2 separate regions of the Rattus norvegicus genome follow, and region 2 is linked to region 1. Evidence: chromatin contacts called from public Hi-C data. All regions are on one chromosome and are shown on one strand. The core of a region is the stretch at or near the end of the contact, and the rest is flanking DNA. Distances in the headings are between cores, read along the strand shown. Region 1 holds the start of Foxk2 (forkhead box K2). Region 2 holds the start of Tbcd (tubulin folding cofactor D).

The links. Hi-C and Micro-C count contacts between places; a contact is called where the count stands out from the background.
Region 2: a contact with region 1 is called in a Hi-C map of frontal cortex, with 2.8 times the contacts expected there. The contact joins the promoter of Tbcd here to the promoter of Foxk2 in region 1. A contact is called at or near these places in 2 of 12 Hi-C or Micro-C datasets (frontal cortex and prefrontal cortex).

The regions. Positions count from the first base shown.
Region 1 is chr10:107,038,487-107,045,135 of GRCr8, reverse strand. It overlaps Foxk2 (forkhead box K2), which reads right to left and starts at 4,203. Exons shown (of 9, transcript NM_001401861.1): 1 at 3,679-4,203. The coding sequence starts at 4,070. It overlaps LOC134480920 (a long non-coding RNA gene), which reads left to right and starts at 4,359. Exons shown (of 2, transcript XR_010055927.1): 1 at 4,359-4,852; 2 at 5,934-6,381.
Region 2 is chr10:107,212,828-107,219,476 of GRCr8, reverse strand. It overlaps Tbcd (tubulin folding cofactor D), which reads right to left and starts at 3,810. Exons shown (of 39, transcript NM_001271364.2): 1 at 3,570-3,810; 2 at 2,088-2,138. The coding sequence starts at 3,753. Fn3k (fructosamine 3 kinase) reads right to left here. Exons shown (of 6, transcript NM_001109051.2): 5 at 6,586-6,649; 6 at 5,301-5,673. The coding sequence ends at 5,335.

The sequences.
Region 1 (6,649 bases), core at 2,954-5,453:
GTGGATTTTTGTTTTTGAAAATACACATGTCAGGCTGGAGATGGCTCAGTGGTTAGGAGCACTGACTGTTCTTGCAGAGGTCCTGAGATCAATTCCCGCAACTACATGGTGGCTCACAACCATGTGTAATGGGATCGGATGTCCTCTTCTGTTCTGTCTGAAGAGTGACAATGTACTCATATAAATGAAATAAATAAATCTAAGAAGAAAAAGAAAGTACACACACCCCCATTGTTGTCATGCCTACTGAGTCCCAAGTACACATCCACAGTGGGCACTGGGCTCACCAGTCAGTGCAAAGGCATCTGTACTGTTGCAACCACACTTACTAAAGATACTCACCATAGGATATGAGTAGTCCTATTCAAATAGGTATGCCAAATCCATACAGTATATCCTACTTCAATGAACTGATCACACTTTAAACCACCACTACTGTACTTCATATCCTTGCAAATTACCTTTGAATTTTGTTCTCTTAGGCAAGGTGGTACTTGTACACCTGGCTAGACTGGAACTCAAGAGAAATCCTTCCATCTCTTCCTCCCAAGTGTTGGATGGGATTAAAGGCATGCACTAAGATACTAACCCCTTTGAATTTTTAAGGTAAACTACAAAATGCAAACATAAAAATAAAAGTTCAAACTAGGATAAAATCATGGTGGTTTAAATACAAGACCAACAAGTACTGTGGTGGTGCACACCCTTAATCCCTGAGTTCGAGGCCAGCCTGATCTATAGAGCTAGAGCTGGTTCCAGGCCACCCAGGGCTACACAGAGAAATCCTGTCTCCAAAACGAATCAAATATAAGGGCAGCCAAGGACAAAAACATTAAGAATATTTCAAAGCAGAGTGCGCCAGTCAGGGGAGTTTATAGATCCCAGCATGCAGGGTTAGTGGATGCTGGGCAGTGGTGGCCCACATCTTTAATTCCAGCACTTGGAGGCAGAGGCAGAAGATCTCTGAGTAAGGCCAGCCTGGTGTACAGATTAAGTTCCAAGACAACCAGGGATACAGAGAAATCCTGTCTGGAAAGAAAAAAAAAGCTGGGGTGGGAGACTCACTAAGAGTTCAAGGACAAGTTTACCTAGACAACAGAGGAAGAAATGTATTTGGAAACAAAGTAACAAGAGTATTCACAACAGTTGTAGTACACCAGTTCCTAGGTGGAGGCAGTAAGGTCTCCAGTTCAAGGTCACCTTGTCATAGTCTCAAAAATACTTCAGCCTTGGCATAACCCTTCCATTATATACTCCTAAGTGTGCATGCCGGTACCTATTTGTTTGTTTAAACTTGAAAAGATTTTGGGTCGCCACAGTGTTGGTTCTGTGGTTAAGAGCATTGGCTGTTCTTCCAAAAGACCCAGGTTCAATCCCCAGGACCCACATGGTGGCTCAAAACTGTGTAGCAGCTCCAAGGAATCCAAAGTCCTCTTCTGCCTGTAAAGGTAGCAGGCACACATGTGGTGCACAGGCACACATGTGTGCACAGGCACACACTTGGAGCTGGAGGGATGGCTCCTGAGCTAAGCACATGTGCTGCTTCAGAAGAGCTACATTTGGCTCCCAGCGCCTATGTCCAATGGTTCATAACCACCTACAGGAGATCCTCTGATGCCTCTGACGAACCTACCTCACATGTACATACCAACACAGACACATACTCATAAGTTTTAATCTAAGTTTTTAATTTAATTTGAAATTTAAAAATAACAATAAAAAATAACTTGTAGGCCAACAAGACAGCTTACTGGTAAGGGCCCATGCTGCCACATCTGATGATCTGAGTCTGATACCCAGGACCCACACAGCAGAAAGAAAATATTGACTCCAGCAAGTTGTCCTCTGGCCTCCATGTGTGTGCTGTAGCGAATGCAAGCAAGGCACAGATATAAACAAATGTAATTTTACTTATTATTTTATTTATTTATTTTGAGGCAAGGGTTAGCCCTGGCTGGCCTGGAACTCTCTATGTAGTCCTGGCTGACCTTGAACTCATAGAGATCCACCTGCCTCTGCCTCCTAAGTGCTGGGATTAAAAGTGTGCCACTACACCTGGCAACAAATGTAACTTTATATTTATTCTATTTTGTGTATGAGAATGTGCTCGCACATATGTTTGTGTACTATGTGCATGCCCAGTGATGACAGCATTTAGAAGAGGGTATCTGACACCTAAAGTTTTGGCTGTAATGTGGATGATGCAAACTGATCCCAAGTCCTCTGCAAGAGCAACAAGTGCTATTAAACACAGAGACTGTTAATATTTTTAAATAAATAAATATATATATAAATACTTTGTAGCCAAGCACAGTGGTGCCTGCTGGAACACCATCCCAAGGATAAGAGATATGGAATACACACACATCAAACCTAAGTTAAAACCACGGCTCTTACCATTATCTCCAAAAACTGAAAGCAATTAAAAACTTCAGTCTGTGGCAAAAGCTGTACTAGCAATGATCTAGAAAGGAACCTGAGGAATAATTAGCATTTCCTAGAGAGCAAAGTTGTTTTTCAAGCACAGTAAATGATAAGTTTATCCAACCACAGAACCAAATTGAAAATTGTTTTGTACAGTGATTGACAGTTCCCTATGAGGCTCCCTTCTCACTCTACACAATCTTATAATTCCTTAAAAAACCAAACACTCTTTGTTCTGTTTTTTTGTTGTTGTTGTTTTATGAGACAGTGTCTCACCATACAACCCAAACTAATCTAGAGTTTACTATACAGTCTAACCTAGCCTGGAACTCAAATTTCTACTGTCTCAGCCTCCAGGGTGCTGGGATTACAGGTTGAAGGCACTGCACCCGGCTAAAGGTGCTTTTTAAAAATTACTGTGTTGAAATATCCAGTTTTCCCAGATTTCTGGACAGGTTTTTAATCCTTCATGTTTGGGGTTTTTAATTTTCAGGCTACAAAAACATTGGGGGAAGAGAACTGTTAGGCTTAAGACACTACCTCCAAAATGTCTTGCCATTGAAACGTGAATTTAAAAAAAAAAAAAAAAAAAAGGTAACAGGTATCTATTCTTCATTTTAGATAGGTATTTTAGTTCAGGGCAGTTTTCCACCACACACAGCTTAACATCTCCCTTGGGTGCTTCCTCCCTGATGGTTAGGCACACAGCACTCATAAAACTTCCACCCACCAACGCTGGTGATGATGGCAGGGAGGGCTGAGGGTTGAAGACAGAAATGATGGTTTGTGTTCTGAGAGTCCCATGTCGGACTGGACAAAGGGCTGTGGGCTAGGATACCAGTGCATGGGAACGGCGGTGTGAGGGCAGACATGAGTGGGCCAGCCAGGTTAAACACTCCGGGTGGAGCGCTGGGGGTTGTGGTCCCAGCTCTGGTAGTGGGTATTAAACTAGGGTAAGTCAGAATCAGTCAGGTCTTGGTTATGGTAGTGAATGGATCCTGGTGGTGAGTCTAGCCTTCCTTGCTCCTGGATAGCGGATCAGGATCCCTCCCTGATGGTGACCAGAAGGTCTGGTTCAGGGTCTGACCCTGCTCATAGGCAGCTGATGTGGGTCTTCTGAATCCTGCCTGATGATGGTTAGGGGGTCTGGGTCCCGCCCCTCCCTCGGGGTGGCTGCTGTGGGTCAGGGTCCCTCCCTGCGGTGGGTAGCCACTGTGGGTCAGGTCCAGGCCGCAGCCCCCGCCCGCCACTCACACGCGCGGCAGCTGCAGCGGCGGCGCCCCCCGCCGCTGGAACACCCCGTCCACGAACACGCCGTTCTTGCCGAGACAGCGCAGGTAGAAGTCGCCGCCCGCGTCCGGCCGGGGCTGCGCGGGTTCCGGGGCGGCCGCGCTATGGCCGCCGCCCGGGGGCGTGAAGATCTCCAGGTGGCGCCGCGAGATGAAGCTCGAGTGGCCCATGCTCACATCTACCGAGCCCTGCGACGAGTTGCGCCCGATGGTCACCGAACGCTTCTTCATGAGGTACTCGAACTCGCGGCCTTCGAGCCGCGCCACGGCCCAGCCGCCCGGCGGGGATCCGCCGCCCCCGGCCCCGCCGCCCGCGGGAGGGGCGCCCGCGCCCGAGAGCGCCGCCGCGGCCGCCATCGCCTGCGAGGCCTGGCCGATCCGCGCGGGCGCCCTAGCGGGCCGAGGCCCGGGCGCGGTCGTGGGCCGCGCGAGCGGAGCACGGTCGCGGAGACCGCCGGCCGGCGAGGAGAGCTGCGAGGGCGGGAGCTCGCACGGCCGCGCGCCGGGCCCTACGACGGACGGGCACGCCGGCCAATGGGCGCGGCGCACGCAGTGGGGCTACCGAGGCCGGCCAATGGAAAGCTGCGCCGCCGAGCGCTCGCACGTCCGGCGTCGTCGCGCGACGCAGGTTGGCCGCAGCGGCGCGGAAAACCCGGGGCGGAGTAGGGAGTTGGCGTGGGGCCGCGCGCGTTCGCGGACTGAGCGGGGGTCCAAGGTCATGGTGGGCGCGAGTGCGCCCCGGGAGCCGCTAGCCACTCTGACATTCCGCCCTAGGCTGCGTAGAATCATGCACGCTGCTCGGGAACCTGCCGCATTGACCGATGTGTCACAGCGCAGGGCTGTAACAGAAATTATCCCAGTAATACATAGAGTTCTGCACTCAGTAATTCATACCAAGGACTGCAAATCTGAACATTTTGCCAATTTGTGTGTGTGTGTGTGTGTGTGTGTTCCCATCTCTCCCATTAAAAAAACGAAACCACTACGGGGCCCCGTGGGAAGAGCAGAGCTATGGAGATCGAGCCGGCTGTGAGGGGCTCTGGAAGCCCGTGCCAAGATAGAGGCGAAGCTGAGACCCCTAGTGTCTTCCCTGGGACCGTAGGGTAGTGGATGCACCTGCTCTAGCTCTGGTAAGAGAGGTACGTGGTCATAAAGAACGTCACAGCAATATGGTGGCCCCTGGGTGCAGGCGATGGGACACAGTGTTCTCTCACTGATGTACAAAAGGAGTTCAAGTCAGGGAGAGTGGATAGGTTGAGAGCAGTCTGGATTTAAGCTGCACAGGATAAATATGGTCATTCTAGCCAAGAGCTTCTAAATAGAGGCCCCAGACTGGAGGCATCAGAACATTTTGCATTTTAATTCATTCTATGTGTCTGAACTTACAATAAATTTAATAGAAATTAATGTTCCTTTATAACATTTACATATCTTATTTGACATATATGTGCCTGTAATTACAGTATAAATTCCTAAGGGTTCAAACTGCTTTCTACTATAAACATGGCAGAGAGCCATTTCATTAAATATTAATTTGAGGCATTGTAGGTGATGTAGAGATAACTATGGAAATGATATAACTAGGTAAGAATGTAAAGACAAAACACAGTCAAAGGAAAAAAGCATGTTCAAGACCAAGAAATGTTTTCCCATTCTTAGTGACACTATTGCGTTGTCCTGAACTCTTGCTTTAATATGTATTTGAGCCTAGGGTGGGTTTGAGGCTGTACCATGTGCCTCTAGCATCTATAAAACAGGGCTAGATCTAACTTTTAGCAGACAAAGCAAACACTTATGTTGCTTTGTTTGGCTTTTGTGGTTGGTCTTGGTGTTTTCTGTGGGGAGGGAAAGACAGTTGTATATAGCCTTGGCTGGCCTGGAACTTATTATATAGGCCAAGGTCACCCAAAACCAAAGAGATCCACCCACCTCTACCTCCCAAGTATTGGGATTAGAGGCATGAGCCACCATATCTGGCCAAACCAAACACTTATAATAAAGATATTTGTTTTAAAGCAATTCTTCAATATACATGTAAACTTAACCATTTATCACAGATGAAAACTACTCTGTATACTAATAGGATACATGTGCCTGTCTGTTCCTGTGTATGTATTGTAGAAGAGTCTGTGTGTCCTACTGTGGGACATGTGGACACCAGGGATTTATGTCAGGATGTCCTCCTCAGTGGCTTTTCTCCATTGTCTTTTTCTGAAACAGGGTCTGTCCACGAACCTGGAGTTCACTGTTTTGACAAGGCTGGTTGCCCAGTGAGCCCCCCGGATACACTTGCCCATACTCCCTCCTATGCCCCATTTCCACCCAGATGAACATTTGATCCTGCAGGATATAGAGCATCATTGATGTTTTTCAGAGTTGATCCATATTTGTTGGTTGGTTGGTTTGTTTGAGATAGGGTCTCACTATATAGCCCTGACTGGCATAGAACTCACCATGTAGATCAACAGGCTGGCCCAGAACTCAAGAGTTACCTTCCTCTGCATCCCAAGAACTGAGATTTAATGTATACTCCAGCAAATTTTGATTTTATGATTATCAATGTTAAGAACACTGATTTATATAAACACACAGCTACAAAATGGCAGAGTGTGTCTAAGATTATCTCAATTGTTGGCAAGCTTATCTCAAAAATAAATGTAAGCAAAAATCCTGATACCTATTGGAGGGGCTAAAATTATTAATATGACTGTCAGTATAAGGAGCTGGCAATGATGTGAAGCAACCGAGGCTAGAAATCCATGTGGCGCTGTGAGAGATGGTTTGTCTCCTTCTTTATTTCCTTTTGAGGCATCAAGTACCCCAGGCTCACCTCAAACACTGAAAGTTCTGAGGATGACCTTGAACTTCTGATCCTAACAGCACCTCCCATATGGTGGGATAAAAGGCACTTGCCATGCCTGTTCATGTGGTGCTCA
Region 2 (6,649 bases), core at 2,561-5,060, 170 kb before region 1:
GCTAACACACTGCACATAACCCTGAAAGGCAAAAGCGGAGGCATAAAAAGTGTCACCCACAGAAAAGGATCAGCACAGGCGAGCATCACCTTTTTCAGAAAGGGACCTATTTCTACTTCCCAAAAGATAATGAACGGTAACAGTTACTGAGCAGATGACATATAGAAAGCATCACACTCTGCCCCACAGCAGAGAGGCTCTGGCAATAAGAGCAGGTCGAAGCTGTCACCTGAGGAGGTCAAACAGCTCCTTCCGCCCCTTGAACAGTGCCTACATCGGTTACATGGGGACAACCAGGAATCCAAAACTATCAGAAGAGCCCCAGGGCACCTACAGTTCTGACACCTTCAGCATAGCCAGCCCTTCAGCCTGACAGCAACCACTTGCCAGCAACTGGTCCCTCTAAGGACTCATCTTCAAGAGGCTAAGGGGAGGAGGAGATATACAGATTTCTGCCAGCAATCTCACTATGTGGCGTGAAACGACTTACTTAACCTTTCAGACTTGTACTTCGATTTCCCCGTTTGTATCATGTAGCTTATGATAACAGACCTTACACAGGAACTGTGAGATTACTACAATGGTTAAATTGGTTGGATCCTCCTGGGAAGAAAGGAAGGAAGAAAGGAAGGAAGGAAGGAAGGAAGGAAGGAAGGAAAGAAAGAGGAAAGGAAAGGGAAAAAAAAAAACTCAGAACAAGACTAAAAAAACTATCAAGAGTACTTGAAATTAGCCTGGGCTGCCTAGCAAGATCCTACCTCAAAAAGAAAAAAAAAAAAAAAAAAAACAAGCCAGGAGTTGTAGTTCACACCTGTAATCCCAGCACTTGGGAGGTTGAGGCTGGAGAACTTCCATGAATTCAAGGCCAGCCAGGGCTACACTACAAGACTCTGTCTCAAAACAGAAAAAGAGAAAAGTCAAACAAAAAACGTAATTAATGTGAAATAGGTTCAAATATAACAAAAGCAATGAAAAGCAAACAAAAGTCTCTCTCTGTTGCTAAAATTTCTTCCTAGGGGTACATGTAAGCACCCTAGGATTAGCTAAGAAGATTAAAAATAGATTAATACTGCTCAGTTGTTGTGCCTTAAAGCTGGTAAATAAATAAAAAAGTTCTGCCTCAATTTGGGAGCTAGCTGGGTAAGAGAAAAACGTCAACATGCTTATTAAGATGACACTAACATAGATGGGATTCTCTCCTCCATCCCCTAATCTTGTCTGGCATACACACACATACACATAAACACACACACACACACACACACACACACACACACACACACACACACACACACATTACAGTGGTTCTCAATCTTCCTAATGCTGTGAACCTTAACATGATTCCTTGTGTTGTGGTGATCCCATAATTATTTCATGGCTACTTCATAACTGTAATTTTACTACTGTTAATAAATCATAATATCTGATATGTGACCCCTGTGGGGGTCACAACCCACAGGAGAAACCTAGAGTCTAGGCCCTTCCCAAGGACACTGCAATTAGGGCAAAGCTGCATATAACAGGTGGTAGAGAGCCATGGGTACTCAGGTGAGGGCCTAGTGATGCTTCTTGCCTCCATGTGAGGGGATGTAAATAGTCAACAAGCCCAGCTGGGACAATGAGTGTGCCCAGCTGAACTCCACAGATGGTGGCTGAGATTAGTCCTGTACAACACTCTTATACCTGAAACCAAGCCTTAGTGGCTCTGTCTACAAAACGGAGATGACAGATGACCTCATCCACTGCTGTGTAGGTAAAATCGGAGCTTTGTAAAGCCCATGACCCTGCGTAACAATTACCAGGAAGATAATAGCTGTTCACACTTAACAGACTAAAACGCACATAAGAAGAGAAGATGTGTTCTTTCAATAGCAACAAGCAGAAAGCAGCTTAGACACACCTGCACACAATCTAGATTGATATCTGAACTCCAAGCTGTTCATTATCACAGACAAAATAAAAGCACAAAGCTCTGGGGACACTTCATCTCACACCTTCTGCCGATAGCACACGCAGGTGCCAGCAGTACACACAGGCCTTCCCAACTGTCTGACATTGAACCACCAATCGCCAGTCTCTATGCTTACCGAGGTGTGGGTCCAGGAGGTGGGGCTGCTCCTGGTATTTGTCCATAATTACTAAAAGGAAAATAACAAGAAAATCAAATCAGGTGAACCTCAGAGACTCTCCTATTGGCTCTCAGTCACTCTAATGGGACAGCTAGCATCTTCCTAGTCCTTGGGACACCCAGGGACACACCTGACTTCTTGCTGACAGATGCAACACAGCTGCCCAACATCTGTCAGGTTCTTGAGGACCAGTGTGACCACGCCTCCTACTCTTCTCTTGCTCTGCACTCCTTCCCCTCAGATCCTCTTCTCACACATCCTCTGATGCTGACTGGTTTTCTTCTCCAGCCCTTTCTTCACTTTCTACAACTCCACCTCCCCAACTCGTTAGACCCTCTTCCACTTCTTGAGTCCTCCCCTGCTAACCATGATACCCTCCCATTCCAACAATCACCAAACCAATAGCTGTACAACCTCCCCAACCCTGGTCACCTGCTTCCCAACCCCTACCAGAAATTAATCTGTTTACACCCAATCCAATGTTTCTCTGCTTCTGCATTCTCGCCTGCCACATCAGATTCCTTCCACTAAGCCCACCCTGTCTTTCCCAAAACCTTGAGCGCCATCCAAAAAAAAAAAAAAGACATTATGGAGAGAATTTTTTGGCTAAAGAATTCACAAAGATGATTTTGTTCAGGTACAAAACTGTTATTATCAAAAGGTTCATTTGGACATTGTCCTAGTTTGTCTTCTGTTGCTGTGATAAAACTGTCCAAAACCAACTTGAGGAAGAAACGGTTTATTTGGCTTACACAGCCCATCATTGAGGAAATTGAAGGGATGAATTAGAGCAATACAGGCAGAAACTACGGAGGAGTGTTGCTTGCTTACTTGCTCTCAGGCTCAAGTTCAGCTATCCCACAGGCCAGGGATGATACATCCCACAGGCCAGGGATGATACATCCCACAGCGGGCTGGGCCATCCTTCATCAATTAGTAATTAAGGAAATGTCACAAAGACATGCCCACAAGCCAATCTGGTTGGTGGTGGAAATTACCCACTTGAGATTTCTTCTGAGATACGTCTAGGTTTGTGTAAGATTGGCAAAAATGATGACAGACAGTATCCTTTACAAACGACTACCTAAACTTGGGGGATTTAGAACCACCAAGGGAACCTAACGGCACTGCCCATTCTCCTGCCCTGCCTGGAGCAGAGATCCTAAATAAACCTGATGCTCTGAGTTTGCAGAGCCTTGGTCTCATAGCGGGGCCCCATAGGAGCAAAACCCCCATGCCAGGCTGCTTCTCTGCTTGCTTGAAGCACTGGTAGGTTTTTCCTCAGCAAATCTGCTCGTTCCCTCCCTATCCACAGAGAGGTCTCAAGTATGCTTTGCTCAGTTCCTGGGCACCGCAGGGCAGGCAGGAGGTATGGCTCCCCAAGTCCCTTCCTCCCAGATGCAAGGACCTCAAGATAGAGACTCGGGGCCCCGCCCGCACCGCGGAACCGCTCCTCCGCCACCTCCCGGGCCGCGCGCTCGCGGTGCACCGCCGGCAAGCTGCGGAGCAGCGCGCGGGTCTCCGCACTCTCGCCGAACGCTTCCAGGGTGGAGGCGCGGACAAGCGCATCATCCTCCACCTCCTCCTCCGCGGCGCTCGCAGCCGGCTCGTTGCTCAGTACCATCGTGCCAGTAGCAGGCTCCGTAAGAACCCTACCGGCAACCGGGAAGAAAGGAGATACAGCGCGAGAGCGGCCAGCCCCGCCCCGAGACCTTCGACCCCAACTACGGGCCGCTCAAGCCAACAAAACAGCTCGCGCGAAGTCGGCTCAGCCTGCAAATAATGCTTACGTGAGTGGAGGGCAGGACCAGGAACACGAAACTTCCAATGTCTTCAGCCTCAACGTGGAGTGGGTGGAACCCAAAAGGGGTGTGGCCAAGGAGGGTGTGGCCGGAGGAGTGGGCCGGGCCGCTCTTTACAAGGAGTTGGGCAAAGAATGGATTCGGGTGTTGGAAATCTTAGCGTACTGACGACGAGGTCACGGAAAGAACTGTGTTTGAAATTGGGGGCGGGAACCTGGAAGGTTTTGAGCTAGCGCAGGAAAGTGCATGAAAGCTGAGCTAGTAGAAAGAGCCAGAATGGAAGGGTGTTGTATGAACGCAGGGGAGGAGTGGGTTTTGAGTGTGGGGGCAAGAATGAGGCAACGCCATTCTTGGGAGCGCCTCCAAGTGTTGGGTTGGAGGGATGCTTTAAGCGTGTAGGAAGCAATAGGGTGTTGCTCCAGGATGAAGGCTTTTGCCATGACCTCTCAAACATCAGCACCATTACGGCCACCCAAAGCAGTCCTGACAAAAGGCATGGGCTGCACACTGCTGGCCCTGCGTTCACCGGCAGAACAAACCTCCCTGGAAAGTGGAGGACTGGAGTGGTTAGATAGTTTAGTGTCCAAAGTTTCCTGCACTAAACCTCGGGACTTGAATATGTAACAGTAGGCCCCCAAACCTTAGCACAGCTGACTTCATGATGAAAGTGCCATTTAGGCTATAAAACTCAGCACCCGCCAGCCAAATTGAAAACAAAGACTTGATCCTTCAAAGTCCATCAGTCCAGAAAAGTCACTGAATGTGCTAACTGCTTTTTGGCTTCTCTGGTTCTGCTTCTGGCTATCTATTGTTGATAACTGAGGTATGTCAATCCAGAACTTTTTGTGTGTGTGTGTGTGGTTAAAAGTTCACCCTGAGAAGGCTCACTGTTATGCTGGGATCCAGAATACCCAGTGTAGTCACTGGCCAGCGAATAAAGACTTCCTATTGTCTTAAATCTGTATCAGAGCAGTCTTCTCAGATATGTTGTGGGCTGACAAGTTTGGTCCTCACACAGTGGAAGAAGAGAACCACAAGTTGTACTCTGACCTGTACGCACATATTTGAATGCATGAGTACACAAAATAATGTCTAAAAAAAAAATAGAAAAAAAAAAGTGAAGTGCTGGGGAGGATCTGGTAGTGATTGCAACTGAATGACCAGAGCCACAGGAGCATGACCCTTCTTTCTCTACTCAATTGTGGTACCTGGGGCTTCAGCTGCTGAGGTGGGAGCTTGCCAGGAACAGTGATCCTATGGTATCAGCCTGAGCTCCATACATAGCTCCCTGGGAAGTGCTACACTGCCATAGCCTCGCAGCCTCTTGATGAATTTCTGGAGGCCGACTCAAAAGTAGCCCAGTTAGAGATCCAGTTTGACGTTTTATTAGGTCCAGCCCTCTGCTACCTGAGCAGTTTCCTCATCATCCCCAGGGATGGGCTTCTATACTCCCGCCCAAAGTGGTTCCAATGGTTTAGGTAGTTAAAGAGCTGGTAGAGCAGCAGGCGTTTGTCGAACCCTGGAGCCTTTGGGATCTTCTGATGGTAGGCAGTGAAGAAGGATCTGGGGAACCCCCCAAACATCGATGCAATTGCCAGTTCAAACTCAGAATGGCCGTAGAAGGAGGCTGGGTCATAAATAATGGGGCCCTGCTCATCCTCAGCCACGTTTCCAGACCAGAGGTCTCCATGGAGCAGGGCAGGGACAATCTCTATACCAGAAAACAGCTCTGGGATCTTCACCTAGAAGAGAAATTATTGTAAATATGGGACTTGGAGACCCATGGGCTCATTATCCAGTGCTTGGAAATAAACCAGAGAGCCATGGATTCATCCAGAGTCCAACCAAATAATCCACCAGGTCCAGTGAAGAAATTCACCTGATTCCTGAATGTAACTTTGTCTAGCATTCTGGTCACTACCAAATGAGTCCAAAAGAAAGCTGTATAGAAAACCTCAGAGTTGTTTGGGTTTTATGCTGTAGAATATGAGCTAATTTGGCACCTACCCTGTAAACCGTGCTTTTGTTTTATTTCATACATGCACCTCTTCCACTAAATAGCGTTTCTTTGACGCATGCTCACCTTAGACCAGTGGTTCCCAACCTTCCTAATGCTTCAACCCTTCAACACAGTTCCTCATGTTGTGGTGATCTCCAACCATAAAATTATTTTGTTGCCACTTCATACCTATATTTTTGGTACTGTTGTGAATTGTAATGTAAATACATGATATGCAGGACATCTGATATTTGACTCCTGTGAAAGGGTTGTTTGACCTCCCCACCACCAAGGGATCACGACCCACAGGTTGAGAACCACAACCCCGGACTGATAGATGAATCATGTTTCTAATATTTTGGAGTTCCATTCTGAAACAAGTGATGCGAGAACATGCACCTTCATTAAGGGTGACATATTGGGGTCTTTGGCAGCAGAACAAAGGGTAAGAATGGACAAGTGAAATGATTGAAATCCACGAGCCGGGGTCTGTCTCATCACCTACCCACCTACAGGATAAGAAGGTATTGGCTGGCATACCTATAACTTGACCAGCCTATTCTAACATCAGTTTTTCCTATTCTGACTCAGTCACATGCATGTTGTAGACTCATAAGAGACAACCACTTCCCAGAGAAATAAGTGTTGGACTTACCTGTAGCCTTGACCACAGTTCTTGTGTCTCTCGGTCAGCATAGTCCTTTTCTATGAGATCCAAC